Linked DNA regions of Macaca mulatta: region 2 is linked to region 1. A link is a contact called in public Hi-C data. All regions are on one chromosome and are shown on one strand. Each heading gives the region's core, a stretch centred on a gene start, on an enhancer-like site or on the middle of the called end of the contact. The rest is flanking DNA. Distances are from core to core; before and after follow the strand shown. Region 1 holds the start of FBXO7 (F-box protein 7). Region 2 holds the start of RTCB (RNA 2',3'-cyclic phosphate and 5'-OH ligase).

What was found. Hi-C and Micro-C count contacts between places; a contact is called where the count stands out from the background.
Region 2: a contact with region 1 is called in a Hi-C map of liver, with 3 times the contacts expected there. The contact joins the promoter of RTCB here to the promoter of FBXO7 in region 1. A contact is called at or near these places in 5 of 14 Hi-C or Micro-C datasets (CD4 T cells, cortical neurons, fetal cortex germinal zone and 2 more).

The regions. Positions count from the first base shown.
Region 1 is chr10:19,028,852-19,031,642 of T2T-MMU8v2.0, reverse strand. It overlaps FBXO7 (F-box protein 7), which reads left to right and starts at 1,287. Exons shown (of 9, transcript NM_001257458.1): 1 at 1,287-1,687. The coding sequence starts at 1,566. BPIFC (BPI fold containing family C) reads right to left here and starts at 1,744. Exons shown (of 17, transcript XM_077949874.1): 1 at 898-1,744.
Region 2 is chr10:19,091,596-19,094,295 of T2T-MMU8v2.0, reverse strand. RTCB (RNA 2',3'-cyclic phosphate and 5'-OH ligase) reads right to left here and starts at 1,382. Exons shown (of 12, transcript NM_001194558.1): 1 at 1,164-1,382. The coding sequence starts at 1,256.

The DNA.
Region 1 (2,791 bases), core at 38-2,537:
GGTTACCTGTCAAAAAGCAGGCAATCAATACATATTTACTTGCAGAATCGAGGGCAGGATGTGGACAAGTGCCGCCACCTATAGGGAGAAACTTTATTTGACTCTAAGGATTTGGACTACGGTTATCATACAAGGATGAAACTTGATACTCTCTCTCATCTAAGTTATCATTAATTAGATCCTCTCTGGTAGCCAGCCTCCAGGATGGCCTGCAGCGATCCCTGTCTGTTGGCATTCATACCTTCGGGTGGATCCCCTCACACAGCGGGTTGGTTTGTAAATATGACAAAAGCCATATGTGACCTCTGGAGCTAGGTCATAAAAGACATTGTGGCTTATGCCTTGGTCTCTCTGGGATCACCTGCTCTGAGGGAGACCAGCTGCCATGTCATGGGGACACTCAAACAGCCCTATGGGGAGGTTCACGTGGTGAAAAACAGGTCTCCGGCCAACAGTCATGAGTGTGCCATCCTGGAGGCCGATCCTCCGGCCCTAATCAATAACTGCTGCCCTGGCCTACACTTTGACTGTAATCTCATGGGAGACCTGGAGACAGAACCACTCAGCCACGTATCCCCAAATCCCTGACCTCTAAAACCTGTGGGACAACAAATGTTTATTGCGTTAAACGTTGGGGTGATTGTTACGCAGCAATAGAGTTCTAATAAACTGTCGAACATAGATTACTGGCTACAAATAGTTCTACTTTTTTTGAGACAGGGTCTCGTTCTGTGGAACTAGGCTGAGGTGCAGTGGTGCGATCACAGCTCACTGAGGCCTCAACCTCCGGGCTCAATCGGCCCTCCTGCCTCAGCCACCCAAGTAGCTGGGATCACAGGCAGGCGCTACCACGCCTGAGTAATTTCTTGTCTTTTTTGTAGAGATGGGGGGTCTCACCATGTTGCCCAGGCTGATCTCGAACTCCTGGGCTCAAGCGATCCACCCGCCTCGGCCTCCCAAAGTGCTGGGATTACAAGCGTGAACCACCGCGCCCGGCCAAGCCTGAGGATTAACCTAGGCTTCTCAGAGCAGATGCCGCTGGAGCTGCGGGCCACAGAAGAAATGGGGTGACACTTGGTCCTGGGGAGTGGCGACTGTATTGTCTGTCTGCAGCATCCCTGTCTGCGCTACCGTTGTTCCATGCACACAGGGAGCAAATACAGGGAGTCCCAGCTACCGCCGAGGAAAGACTGGGACGCCAGGGAGCTGCCGCATCTCGGCGCCTGCGCACTGTGCCCGCACTCTCAGGCAGGGCCGTTGCGCGCCGAGTCATCGATCGGCCGACCCCAAGAGGCCTGGCTCCTTTAGGCCGCCTGCCCGCCTCCAGCTCTCGGGGTCCGCTCCAGGCGGCGCCCTCAGGAGTGGGGCGGGCGCTCATATTCCAGAGCCCCACCAGCAGGGCGGTCTCGGTGGCGGGGCTGTTTCCTCGTTTCGCCTCAGCAAGCCCTCAGCTCCGGTAGTCGCCGGTCCGGGGTTGTAGCCGTTTGGGGCGAGAGCTGCTCGGCCCCGCCGCCGTCCCCGTCGCCGCCTCCGGGTCCAGGCCCCACGGGTCGCCTGCCGCCGTCATGAGGTTGCGGGTGCGGCTTCAGAAGCGGACCTGGCCGCTGGAGGTGCCCGAGGCAGAGCCGACGCTGGGGCAGCTGCGCGCGCACCTGAGCCAGGCCCTGCTGTGCACCTGGGGGTACAGGTACGCGGGGGCCGGGGCTGGGCGGCCTGCGGGGAGTGGGGAGTGCTGGGGGTGGGTGCAGGGCGGGTTGGCGTCATCTGTGGGCTGCAGGCGCGGGCGTGGCCGGGCGCTAGGCCAGGTGCGGGGACGCCGGGGGTGGGGGGACCTTCACTGGAGGCCTCGGCTCTTCCGGGCGTCGCGGAGCGGGGGGCGGGGGGGTGCCGGCGACTGGACGCGCGGGTGGTCGGCTGGGGTCCTGCTCCTGGAGAACATGGCGCGGCCTCCCGGGGGCTCCGGTCCCCTTCTGGGTGAGTCATGGCCTCTGGTCTTGCAGTAAAGGAAACCGGGGAGAGGAGGGAACGCAAAATTCCCACAACTGGTTAGATTTCAAGTTGGAAATGATGAGCTTGGCTTGGGTTAAACCTTTCTGGACTGTCAGGGGTCCGAGTTAATTTCTTCAGCTGTTGGGAGTATTTCAGTGAAAAAGTTTGGAAATTGCTGGAAGTTAAAAATCTGCCCTCCATCCGAGGCCACCGGTAGCTTGTATGGCTGCTGTGAAGCGGCAGCAATTTTAGATTGTTATGTTCATGCGCCAGGCATCGCGGCGAGCGCTTGGACTTAGCCGCTGAAAAGTTTTAGAAAGTACAGCGTGTAGGCGTGTTTCAGCCCTTTGATTTTCTTGGGCGAAATGTTGCTTTTTTGCTAAAACTGAGGCAAAGGTTGATCTTGAGAGCTTGCAGTTTGGGGGCAGTAAAGTTGAGAAAGGATCATATTCTGTTATTGGTTTATGGGACTGCAGATGAAGCTGCTTTGTTTCCCTAAAAGATACTTTTTGGGGAACAACAATTTGGGAGTAAAGCGGCACGGTAAGAGTGGTCCTCTTCAAATACTGAGCTAGTGGATTTGAAACTTGAGTGTGCTAAGGACGAATAAAAATGATGTTCCCTGGGGATTTTTAGGTGAATTCTTCAAAAACAAAAACCTTCCTACATTTTCACCTTATTTTTAGGGAATTGGGTAAAATGAGGCCGTTATTCTGAATTTCTCGCCCTTTCATTTTTCTGGATAAAACATTATTAGATTGAAAGTAAGCCTGTTTTTTTCCTGATTAAAAAAATAAACCCT
Region 2 (2,700 bases), core at 133-2,632, 63 kb before region 1:
TAAATTTTTTTTTGGTAGAGACGCGGTCCCACTATATTGCCCAGACAGGTCTGGAAGTTCTAAGCACAAAGAATCTTCCCGCCTTGGCCTCCCAAAGTGTTGAGATTACAGGCCATGAACCACTGTGCTCCCCTTATGTTTCCTTCCTTCAGGGTATCGGTTTCCATACAAAGAAAGTGGCCAAACAGCAAATAGAACACAGATTTATCCCTGTGGGCTTTTTCTTCCCTCAGTGTAAATGACTTGCCAACAAGGGAAACTCAATAAGCTTTGATTCCGAATAAAAGAGGGGAGTGGCTATTGGGAGCTGTTTACCAAGACGTGAGACGGTAAACCTTTGAGGCATTTACTTGGCATCTTCAGGGATTTCAAAAACTATTTAAAAATACGTTGCAAAACTTCACAAACGTTTTCTTTTTTCACGTTAATGAAAAATATGAGCACAGATGGTGATGAAGGCCGAGAGATACAGAGCCCAGGCTTTTAAACTGTCTGATGATCCCAAGCCCTCAAGTCTCCATTTGGGACATCAGAGGAAAAACTAGTAAACTGGACATCAAGTCCTGGCTGAGCTTCTTCCTAGGTAGGTAGAGGAAACTATGTCACCGACAGATGCTCGAGGTCCTTCTGTGAAGTATTAAAATCAATCAGGCCCTCCCCTGTGCTACTGCAAGAAATGACATCGCTTAATTAAAAACCAACATGGAATACTGAATGCTGAAAACTTGGTTCAGTGAACAAAGGTCTGTAAACGTTATATAAATAACCAGCATGACTCAGAGGAGATGAATTCCAGTCCTAGCAAATGAACCCAGGGCTGGCAATTTCCACCTTGAAGACCAGGAACGTAAACCAGCTCACGATGCGTTTATGAGACTGATCTGTGAAAACGCTTTGGAAACCCCAATTTCGTATTTATTTGGATTCCCCATATCCACTGCGCTTAGCTTCTCCTCGTGGTTCGGGGACCTCTCCTGGCGGGAGGTGGTGCTGGAACACGTTGGGCGGCCCCAGAACCGTGAGGGGAGAAGGAGGGGATGAGAGAAACTCTGCAAGGGGCCGGGGCGGACCCAGTGGTCGAGGGAGGTCCAGAGGGCGCGGTGGACGCCGGCCGGGCCGGGGACGGAGCAGGGAAGGCCCCGCCATTTACTCTCCTGACTTACCTGCATGTTGGGCACGAAGCCCTTCTTGATCCTCCAGCAGTTTTTACTGATCTTTTCCAAGAACTGCAGCTCATCATTATAGTTGCGACTCATGGCGGCGACAACGGTAGCGAAAACTCCCGGCTCGGCTTTGAAGAGCGGCTGCCGCGTTGTCCGGCTTCCCAGAGCACCGCCTTCCAACAACCAAAGCGCAGGCGCGACCAGCGCCGCAGCAGGATGAGCAACGGCAAGCGCCGAGGCTCGAAACTCTTCAGGCCAACGTCTTTCCTCTGGTTAAGCTGCATTGTCCTCTAGTGTATAGCTAGGATCTTTATTAGTCGATTTCCTCTAAGCTACAGCTAAGCGAAATCCAGGAGTTTAAATTCTAATGTAGTTATCTTTTGTTTTGGAGACGCTTTTCTGCAGCTTATGAAAACACCTTGAGTCTGGGTCAGGTCCGGTGCATCGGCTTGGAGTTTACACCCTCAGCTGGGAGGGGAAAAAGATACGCCAGCAGCTGAGAAAGAAAAACCTGTTTGAATAAATACCATAGCTGAACATTTATGTTTCGGAATGAATCTGGATATACATCAAATAACTTTTTTTTATCGGAAAGGGGCATCCTAAAGAATGAAGCATGGCAGCTTATCGTTTATTCTAACAAACATTTGTGGATGCATCTATTATGGCCAGACATGTACTACAAAATGATCAAATCACAGCCCTATGGATCGCCAGAACTCCTCAGTCTAGCATCCTTTGATCATCAAGACCTCTTTAATCATGCTTTTATACGCCATGTTTCTTGTTCATAGTGGTAAGTGAGCCTCTTGTTCATAGTGGTAAGTGAGCTTTAAGTGATTTCAGTTTCGAGTTCTGCCTCATGTCAACAACTGCAACTTTGGGATTAGAAAGACTTGCAAGATTCTATTTCTATCTGTGCCATTTACTGGCTTGGTGTGATTAACCCTTCTTATCTCTGTTTCATCATGTCTAAAATGGGATCATACTTCTTTCTTGAGTAGAAGGCTAAATGAAGTGACACCAGAGGAGTAATCAGCACAGGGTTTGGCACACGGCAAGCACTCTGTAAACAGCTCTCCTTCCATTCCCCCACTAGACTGTAAGTGCTGCAAAAAAAAAAACAGTATGTAGTTTACATTCATTTATCGCATTACCTACACTGGTTCCGGTCTTCTTCTCTTCTGCCCCAATTTCTCCCCACTGATTAGGTGCTCTGACACATTGATATCATTCTCAATTATGAATTGTCTGAGTTTAGTACTCCACACTGCCATTTCACTGAATCTGTGATGGGTGAAAAATCCTAAAGCTTGAAGTGATGCAACTTTTAGAGTTTCCTGTGGTTACCCTGTTTCTTGGAAAGATTTCAGACGTAAAGAATTCTCTTTTAAAATCAAGCCTTGACGTCTGTGCAACCTTAGGTCTCTTCCCTTTTCTATTTTTTATTTTATTTTATTGAGACGGAGTCTCACTCTGTCGCCAGGCTGGAGTGCACTGGCACCATCTTGGCTCACTGCAAACTCCACCTCCCAGG